Linked DNA regions of Sus scrofa: all the other regions are linked to region 3. Evidence: chromatin contacts called from public targeted proximity ligation data. All regions are on one chromosome and are shown on one strand. The core of a region is the stretch at or near the end of the contact, and the rest is flanking DNA. Distances in the headings are between cores, read along the strand shown. Region 1 overlaps SDC2 (syndecan 2). Region 2 has its middle 96 kb from the start of CPQ. Region 3 overlaps CPQ (carboxypeptidase Q).

The links.
Region 1: a targeted proximity ligation map of alveolar macrophages shows a contact between it and region 3. A contact is called at or near these places in 1 of 47 Hi-C or Micro-C datasets (fibroblasts) and 1 of 2 datasets of targeted methods (alveolar macrophages).
Region 2: a targeted proximity ligation map of alveolar macrophages shows a contact between it and region 3. A contact is called at or near these places in 2 of 47 Hi-C or Micro-C datasets (embryonic fibroblasts and fibroblasts) and 1 of 2 datasets of targeted methods (alveolar macrophages).

Annotation. Positions count from the first base shown.
Region 1 is chr4:40,027,018-40,030,368 of Sscrofa11.1, forward strand. The region is part of intron 1 of SDC2 (syndecan 2); the gene reads right to left. Among named protein-coding and RNA genes, the nearest start is that of SDC2, 100 kb to the right of the region's middle.
Region 2 is chr4:39,950,498-39,954,132 of Sscrofa11.1, forward strand. No RefSeq gene overlaps it. Among named protein-coding and RNA genes, the nearest start is that of CPQ, 96 kb to the left of the region's middle.
Region 3 is chr4:39,806,106-39,809,514 of Sscrofa11.1, forward strand. CPQ (carboxypeptidase Q) reads right to left here. Exons shown (of 8, transcript NM_001243691.1): 2 at 2,796-3,003. Among named protein-coding and RNA genes, the nearest start is that of CPQ, 48 kb to the right of the region's middle.

The DNA of each region.
Region 1 (3,351 bases), core at 389-2,888, 220 kb after region 3:
AAAGACAGAAAAAAGAGCAATCTGGAATGCAGCCTTATACTCTGAGGATGACGACCAGAGAAAGAGAGAAGTATGACTTTAGAAGAAACCACCAACTCATTAAGAATGCCTCCAATGAGCCAGGCCCAATGCTAGTCTCTGGAGAACATTTAAATGACTAAAAAGCATTTTAAAAAGTAACACTGAGTTAGTGTACTTAACAGTAGAAATTTTCCTCTCTGTTCAAAAATAAGAACTGAATATGATTCAAGGCAGTTGTCCTAGCCAACAAAGCTCACATAAAATCTTTCTCTAATAAAATGCTCAGCCTAATAATCAGCATGTTAAGGAAAAAAAAAAAAATCTTGCCAAAGGATTACTTGGCTCATCTCAATGTATATTTATGATTCAGGAGAAATCACTATGATTTTCAGAAAAGATGCCTCACTGTAGGCGTGTTGATGTAGCTGGTGCTTGGAAATTATTTTTGTTCCTACAGGGTTTGTCTACGGAGTTTTCAGAAGGGTACCTGGCTCAGTAAGTGGTTTATCAGGTCAGTTTAAACCGGCAGCTCATACAGAAGGACCTAGGAGTGCCTGTATGTTTATTTAACTGAATGATGCCCCCTCCTCCACCCCCAAGCATTATGAAACACGGCAGAGGCAAGATGCAGGCCCCCAGCCCCACTTCTCTTTAACAGTGAACAGCGTGGACCACACAGACTCATTGAGAAAATGCTCCTCTACCAGCAATCCTATGATGGGCATATCATTCTACCAACCCCGCTTTCTATAAGCCAAGCCAAGCTTCTCCAAAGCCCTCGGTTTCTGTAAGCCACGTTTCATGAAGAAGAGCCCTTAACCAAACAAACCAAGCAGAGAATCTAAACCTTGCATCCAAATTCTTGACATAGTTTATGCTTTGTAATCTTGAAAAATTACAGGGACAACTAATTCAATGCAACATATCTCACCTGGGGAGAATTTTCACTTTAGGCCCTTTCCTAACTTTTGAATTCTGACATGTTTGTATTACAAAATTCGATCAACATTAAAAACAAACAAACAAAATGAAGTTCCTGTCGTGGCGCAACAGAAATGAATCTGACTAGGAACCATGAGGTTGCGGGTTCGATCCCTGGCCTCGCTCAGTGGGTTAAGGATCCAGTGTTGCCATGAGCTGTGGTGTAGGCTGCAGACATGACTTGGATCTGGTGTGGCTGTGGCTGTGGTATAGGCTGGCAGCTACAGCTCGGATTAGACCCCCAGCCTGGGAACCTCCATATGCCGCAGGTGCGGCTCCAAAAAGACAAAAGACCAAAAAAAAAAAAAAAAAAAAAAAAAAACAAGAAAACCCCCTCTTCATGACACTGGTTTACTGCTCACGTTAGACAAAATCCAGTCTTCCTCTTCACGAATACCGACGTCAACCTCAACAGGGAGGTAGGGAGGTGAGGAAAAAAAGCAGAACACCGCCCCCCCGCCAAATTCTTACTTCTGTTTGTGGTAAAGGGTTCGGATTCTTGATATGGAGAGAGAAGGGAGCCACCTCTGTCTAGAGTTAAATTCGTTGGCAACAAAAATAGAGCTCTATGAGGCCAACGTGTATTAAAGCAACGCCTGAGACATTGAGTGGGATTATGTTGAATATGCATGACACACAAAAGGAAAATGTTCATGACTTACAGATGTGCTCCCAGTTGTGCTTTCTTCCTTTTTTGGAATCTCAAACAGAGGGAAGCAAGAGGTTTGCAGCCATGTTATTAGAAGCACTGCTGCCTCTCTCCCTCCCATACTAGAATATTCCAGTACTGATGTTGCCATCCATATGACCACAGTTTAGACTAGAGTAAAAATAGAAGCTGTGTGAGCCTAACCTGAAAAGTCCCAAGTGCTGGAGAGGGTCAGTATTAATATCTTCTAACTGAAATAATGAGATTCTGTTTCCTGGTGGCGTTTGGCAGGAGTAGGGGGAAAAAAAAAGAGATTTGGAATTTATTTCTCATTCAGAAGTGTTTTGTTAAAAACTACCATAATGGAGCAGACTCCAAGTCAAGCACAGGAAGCCAAGAGGCTCTGGTTTAGATTTACTAATTCCCTCTAAAGGCTTTTCAACTGCTGCAATTTTAGGCCCCAAGGCACAACTGCATATATTCCCCACTCTATATGGGAGCTGACAGAGTGCCACAGGAAGCCTATGGGACAGGAAAATGGGAAAGACCTGAGGTCCAAGGGCAGCCCCCACCCCTCCAGCCTCCATCTGTTGGGAGAATGAACCTGCTCTCAGCCACGAGCAGCAGTTAGTTGATGGAATTTCCAACGAAGTCTGTATTTCAGGTCTAGGCTAGCACTGAGTTTGAATGTTGATAGGAACATGAGACTCTTTAATACTGGCCTCTAACGAGAAGCTCTGACTCTTTCAAAAATGCCAACTAACAGAAATGGGCACAAGCCCTTTGGCAAGGACTCTGGCAATGTGTCTGAAGAAGATATGAAATCTTTTGTACCATCTGGCCCGATACGTCTACTCTTACGAATTATCCTAAGGAAATATTCTAAAAAGAAGGCAAAGTTAAAAAAAAAAAAAAAAAAAAAAGCAAAATCCCTGAGACAACCTAACTGCAACTAGAGAGGGACAGTAGCTATGCCAATGAGGTATGATATGCTAATTTTCTCAACACGGTCATTAAAAAGCACATACCACCCAACAACAGGGGAAAATCTTGAGACAACACACTCTATTTAAAAAGGATAATCTTGTTTTCATATTTTCTAACCTCACAACGCCTACGATTTCACACCGTTTGGCCGAGCGCTTCCATCCGAGGAGGATGGAAGATAAAGGAGTGAAATGGTGAGGGTGGTGGCTCACGGATGATTTTGTTCCTAACTGTTGTATTTTTCCAACATGTAGATGCGGCCCAAGGCACAGAAAGCACAAGACCGATGGACATGGCCAGGGACCAGCTTCCAAACATCCACAAGACTATGTAGCAGTTACTGCAGTTAAACAGACAGGGACATACCTAGACACAGAATCTAAAGACGGTGCCATGGAAGTATATGGGTGTGTAAGTGGCAAACAGGAAAAAAAAAGTTTCTACTTGAGAAAAGCGCCACACTGTCACATCACAGTGCTTGGGCCACACCTAATCCATTTGATCTAAGGCAAGGAAGGCAAAAGCTCCAGGAAGATGGGTATTTAAGCACAAGACTCCAGGTTCCAAAATTTCCTGGGTCTTGTTCCCCATCTCATGAGCGACTCTTGGCTCCTGGTTTATATAAAGCGGGGAAGGAGTTCCCGTTGTGGTTCAGTGGTTGATGAATCTGACTGGGAACCATGAGGTTTTGGGTTCGATCCCTGGGCTTGCTC
Region 2 (3,635 bases), core at 469-2,968, 140 kb after region 3:
TGTATTCTGATTTCCTCCATATGTCAGTCTGGAATCAAAAAGGTGCTTAATAAATGCTGGCTGAACTAGTTTTAATTGCAATAAGTGCAATAAATGCAACAGAAAATGAAGACAATGCAAATGCAATTTTTAAAAGGGAGGATGTTTTTGAATCTTCTGGTTAGTGAAAATTAACAGAAAAATCCGATGAATGGGATGGCGAGTAGCATGGCATAAATATACGAAGGGGTAAAAATTCAAGGAACTTAATAGAAAATGTTAAAAAGTTTAGCAATAGTTTCCTAGATTGGTGAAAATTAAAATAAATTTGGAAAATACAAATATCATTAACTTAAAATTATTGGAAGACAATGAGTATTTCTGTCACTCGACCAGATGACATTGAAAATTTGACATTTGCAATAATTTACATTTTAAAAATTATAATTGAGAAAAGGTAAATCAAGTGTTTATGTGTAAAATTAGAGAAAAAAAGCTGTTTCCACTGGGACTGCTAGGATGCGAATCTACAGCTATAGGAACCCATTTTGCCTACTGTGTGCTGACAACCTTTCTGCAAAATTAAACTAAGCAGGACAAGCTAAACCAAGAGACAGAAACAACAGAGACAGAGATGGACCTATATAATATCATTTGTACCCTGGATCCAGCCATGCCTAAAGCCAGTGATATCTCTGAACTTTCCAGTTATAAAAGATATAGATTTTTTTCTTTTGGTTTCATCTCATTTTAGTTGGATTGCTTTCACTTAACAATCAGATGTTCTGATTCAAAGTCTCCAAACGCATCTTCCCCCCAATCTTCTCTAACCCAGAAAAAGGATTTCCCTCTTTCTGTTAATGAAAACATAACTGTCTCTATCATTCAGGCTCAAAAGTACAAAATCACCTATCCATTCTGCCACATATTCAATCAGTCATTAAATCTCATCATTCCATTCTCTTCCATCTCTTCCTTCCGTCCCTACCGATAAAAATTTTGCCACTTTTAATTCAGGTCACCTTTATTCCTCTCATTCAGCAATAGTATCATACATCACACAGCTCAAGGATCACCCTCTCTCTGACATCTTTTCTGGCCAAAGCAATCCGCTTGCTCTGCCTTTTTTCTCCCTTTCTGCCCTTCTTCACTCCCATTTTTTTTCTTTTCTTCTTCTTCTTTTAATCACTTATTTTTTTATTGAAGTAGAGTTGATTTAAAGCGTTGTGCCAATTTCTGCTGTACAGCACAGTGACCCAGTCGTACATACATATACGTTCTTTTTCTCATACCTATCCTCCATCATGTTCTATCCCGAGAGATTGAATACTACTACATTTAGAATGGATAAGCAATGAGGTCCTACTGTACGGCTCAGGGAACCGTAATCTCTTTCAACTATTTTGAGTCAACTCAGGCACAACCTTTTTCATGATGCTTCTCCTGACCTGGCTCCTCTTCTCACAGGTTGTGTTGAATGTTCCCTTTTATGAGGTCCTAGCACCTCTTTTAAAGTCTACCACAACCTGAAGTGAGATTATCCAGATTATGTCACCAGTCTTAAAGCTTTTCAAGCGAAAGTGCAAGGTCATATGCATGACCTGCTCAGTACCTAGTAGAGCTCAATAAATGCTTTTGAGCTTTTAAAGTGAACTGCGTTTTCTTCCTCCTTGTATCCCCACCACTCAGCACATGTGTGGCACATACTAGCAGCTGGACTGATGTTGGCGGTCTAAGTGAAAATGCAGATGTTGAAATCCTAACCATAATGTGATGGTGCCATATGAAAAGGGAGGGCGTTTGGGAGGTTATTAGGTCATGAGGGCAGAGCTCTCATGAAGGGGATTAGTGCCCTTACAAAAGAGACACCTTCTTTTTTGCTATGTGGTAGCAGTCTGCAACCCAACAGAGGGTCCCCACCAGAACCTGACCATGCTGGTACCCTGATCTCAGACTTCTAAACTGTGAGAAGTAAATGTCTGCTGTGTATTAGCCACCCAGTCTGTGGCAATTTGTTAAAGCAGCCAGAACAAAGACACTTCCTCACCTCCAGTCAGACTGCACTTTTAGCTCCCCAACTCATCATTTCAGATGAATCCTGGTTCATAACCTCATTTGCTGGTTGACGATTCCAACAAGGCTTTCATTAGCACCTTAGAAGACCTCTGCTTTTCCTCCTCACCTAGTTGCCAATTCTTCCACACTAATTCTGAATTTTCTCTGTACTGGCTCCATAACACCATCATCAACACTTACCTAATCATGCCAATGTCTCCACTTTAAACCAAGGCTGTCTGATCTCAGCTGGGTCCCTTGCCTTGCTCAGCAACCTTTATATTTATCTTCAGCTGACCCCATCAAATTCCCCATAGCAGCTGCCACAAAGTTTTTCCACTCTCCTTAAGCCCCAGACTCAACCCCTACTCCCCTCACGCTCAGCTAGAGCTCTCCTCTTCTTCATACCTGACACTACAATATTATGACCATGAGATGACTTGGCTTTCTTCATCCTCACCGCAGAACTTTTCTACCCCTTTATCTATACAGTTCTCAGCTCATATCAGAGTGAAAGCTCCTTTCCAAAGCCAAATTCTCTATCCGTACTGAACCAACTGTTGGGAGGCAGGGATGTTGAATAATATCCTCCAAACCGAGAAGTCTCCTTCAAGACTGAAAAACGAAGCAGGCAATTCCATCAAGTGCAATCATGAAGCTCACTGTGCGTCACCTACACACAGGCTGGAAGGATCCGGTGGATGGATGATCCAGAGGCATTTGCAGCTGCACTTTGCACCATGGAAAGGGGTACAGGGGGATTTAAAGGGGTCAGATCTAAAAATACAATCTGACTACCAAGTGAGAAGCACTACCAACCACACTGATAGGGACTGAGGATTCTTCCCTCCTCCCCCATCCCCCAGGGGCCTCATGACCACTAACCATCTGGGTCAGCATAAGGGATTCTTCCAGTTTTCACATTAGATAAAGGCAAGGGTAGAAGTTGATGGGAAATGTATCCAGCTTGGGCAAATTCCTTATGAGTAGCTAAAGCTCAGTCACGCAGACAGGGAAGAGGGGTAGGACAGCGGGCCCAAGATGGAACTGACAAAATGGAGTCAGTGTGGTTCAGCCACACACCAACTCTCCAACGTTCCTCCCTCTCCTTGGCTCCTTCCCTTCACCGCACAGGAATGCTTACATCTCCCCTGTCCAAAAGGTTATAAATATTTCATTATTAGCTAACATTGCTTGAGTATTTACAGTGTGGCAGGTGCCACTGTAAGCAGTTCACAAAGATCATTTTATTTAATCCTGACAATAACCTGTGATGTTCTTGATATCAATGAATGCCCTATTTTATAGACGAGAAAACTGAAGCTAGCAGAATTGGAAAATGTGCTCAAGGTCACAGAGCGTTTTACTTCCTTATACATGCCACATTTTCTAAAGAATAATCTAAATCTGACTCTTCTCCCTTCTTTCCTTCCTCTCTTCCTTTGTGCTTCTACATCATGTGTCCAAAACCTTCACTGCTACACCAATTACATTGATCAGTAATTGAGCATTTCTATATCTGTCAACAAGGGTAGGATATACATAGACTATACACATATACACACACACACATGCATGCTGAAAAAATGAATTTAGTCCAT
Region 3 (3,409 bases), core at 1-2,500:
GAAATGACTTATACAGAGCAGAAGCTGGGAGATGTAATAACCATTAAAAATGATGGATAAGGGGCAAGAAAAAAGTAATCAAGGATCATCTAACTCAGAGTGCAGAACAGATGGCATTCTCTTCACTGAGAAAATGCAGGGGAGAGGTGAAAGAATGAGCTCAATTAGGAAGGAAGGAAGGAAGGAAGGAAGGAAGAAAGAAAGAAAGAAAGAAAGAGAAAGAAAGAAAGAAAGAAAGAAAGAAAGAAAGAAAGAGAAAGAAAGAAAGAAAGAAAGAAGAAAGTAGTCAATAGTAAGAAATGCTTCAGAGAGTTAAAGATGATGGCCTGAAAAATGTCCATTATATTTGACAGCTAGGCAGCTATTTGTGACCTTAACAATTTCCATTTAGTACTGGGAAGAGCCAGGTTAAAATGGTCTGCAGAGGAGTTCCTGCCATGGCGCAGCGGAAATGAATCCGACTAGGAACCATGTGGTTGTGGGTTCGATCCCTGGCCTCGCTCAGTGGGTTAAGGATCTGGCATTGCCATGAGCTGTGGTGTAGGTTGAAGATGCAGCTCAGATTCAGCATTGCTGTGGCTCTGGAGTAGCCCGGCGGCTACAGCTCTGATTGAACCCCTATCCTGGGAACCTCCATATGCCTCCAGTTTGGCCCGAAAAAGACAAAAAGAAAAAAGAACACAATGAACTTCTTTGCAGAACAGATACTGACTCACAGACTTTGTTTCCAAAGGAGACAGGTTGGGGGGTGGGGGGATGTGCTGGGGGTTAGGGATAGATATGCTATAAAATTGGGTTATGATGATCATTGTACAACTATAAATGTAATAAATTCAGGGAGTAATATATAAACAAAAAAAAAGAGTCCACTGAAACATGTCTGGCTATAAAATCAATGAAAAAATTAGAACCAGTCCGGATCTAGAAATATTAAGAAAAACGGCGTTTGAATACACATTATATGTTGCCAACCCCAAATCTTAGAGGCTGGATAAAATTCTTCTGGTGCTCCTAGGTTACAGCCTCGGTTTCCAGATGTCCTCATTACACCAGGAAAAAAAAAAAAAATGCCAATGAACCCTGGCAGATTGCTGTGCATTAAGTCATCTGGGAATTTATTAGTCTTATGAGTAGTAGTTCTTAAATAAATGTTTCTGGCAATCACCTAGTTTCACAAAGCAACAGACTGGCTCCATAATTTAGGCCTCATGACCAGTGAAATCATGGTGAATGACCACAAGTTGCTGAGTATGTTATTCTAAGGGGTAACTGAGGGATTCTGGGAAGTAAGCTAGCTATTTCAGGACTTCCCTCCTGGGATGATTAACCATCCAAAAGAATATGGTCAAATTGCTATTTTACTAGTCACCAAACCTTTAAAGACTCTACAAAGAGCATTATTTTTAGCCCTATGACATCACTGTAACTAGGTTTTCTCTCACAGAACTTTTTAACAAGTGGCTTTAACAAGCCCCATCTTCCTCCCCAGGAAGATAACTTATCCCCGTGAAAGAAAAACTTCCTTTCCTTTTCTCTGCCCTTTTGGAAAGCTTTCTACCTGGGTTTCCTAGTCGCTGATGTCTCCTCAGTTATTTTCTTTTCAAAGGTGTAGGGTGATAATTAATTAAGGTCAGGCAACTGTGTCTCCAGCTCCGAAGAGCACATGTGCAAAATAACAAGACATTCCTTTACACAAAAATCTAAAGATCTAGGTTTGAGATCCAAATAAATGCTATTTGCAGTTATTTATGCATGTTTTTCTAATCTTACAGAGACCAGGCTATAACACTAAAATGGCACTTCTTTCATCGATGTTTATCCTTGATAGGTGATGTAGCTACTAAACTCGGCCCAATGTCTTCAGGTCAATTTTTAGACTGTTTACCCACTGCAATGCCAAATTTCCTCTTAAGACTGAAAGTCGATAAAGTGCTTTGCAATGACCCCAATCAGAACTACAAAGAAAAAGACAAAACTTACGACGTGACCCTCAGAAAATACCACCAAACGTTTACATAGACCTTTATAGATAAAATCATTTGGTAAATGAGTGTTCATCATCACTGATTAATAGAGGAGAAGAGTGAGGCCCAAAGAGTTTTAAGAACATTCCTAAGGGGGTAAGGGATTAACAGGTACAAACTACTATGTATAAACTAAATAAGGAACAATAATACATTGTTCAGCAGAGGGAATTATCGCCATTATCTCATAATAACTTGGGGAGTATAATCTGCAAAAATACTGAATCATCACGCTGTACACCTGAAACTACACTTCAATTAAAAAAATAAGAACACTCTCAAGGCCTAATAGTTCTTCAGAAGCAGAACCAGGTCTATATCCAAGGTGCTCTGCTTTCCCAACTCTTTCCACTACACGATAGATGGCCCCCATCAGGTTACCCACTTTATTTTTATTTCACTTCTCTAGTGAAAATGGAAAAAAAAAAAAAAGCCTGGCTTCCTCTGAGGTCATTCGGAATCTTTGATGAAATGCAGACATGAATTCAGTTCTCCCTCCAGTGCAAATACATAAAATATATTGGTTATAGAAGGAATGTTATGGCATCATCGTGGATGTGGAAAACTTTTTAAAGGAATGCGCAAGTGATGCTTGGAATCCTGAAAGGGGCAATGAAGACATGACAAACAAATGACCAAATATGGGATAGGGGAAAATTCCATGAACCGTCAGTATTTTCATTTGACTGGTTTGTTTTCATTTCCTAGGAGCTTCTCTTTCATAGAAAACCTGGGGTTTTGAAAGCATTTCAAAGAAACATAACGACCAACCTGTAGATGGAGAAGGAAGCCACTGATCGAATGAGGGATGCCAAAGCCCCCACCTTGGCAGCCTCCACAGCCCCCTGGACGCGGTACTGCACTGTTCTCGAGTAGTTGCTGTAAGGTTGATTATAAACGACAATCTTCCCTCTTGCTTCTGGGGCCCTTCTCTGCAGTTCATCGAAAGAGGTCACCACCAGAACTTCTGCTGTAATCCCTGGAAATAAAAATCATTCAAGATGAACGTATGGTTTCCGATCAGCCAGGCTGCACTGACCCACAAAAAGGTCACACATGTTCTGTCCACTACATCTGGCAAACTGGCTTGCAAAGATCAAAGTTTCAGAGCCATCTGCCCCATGGACAAAAGACTGTGGGGGTTGGCCAGTTTCTCAAGAACGAGAAAAAGCGTGCAAATTAATATAACATATAATTCACAAGGTTTTTCAGCCCACTTGTCCAGCTGGTATTAAATCACAAATGGCTTGAAAAGATGTCCTTTTTTCCTTCTTTTCCACCCTAAGAAGCCATGAGTCTCACAGAATGACACTAATTATTTACTTTTTAAAAAATGTGTTTTAGAAAGCTCCCCTTGGGATTAATGAAACACATATTTATCTTTT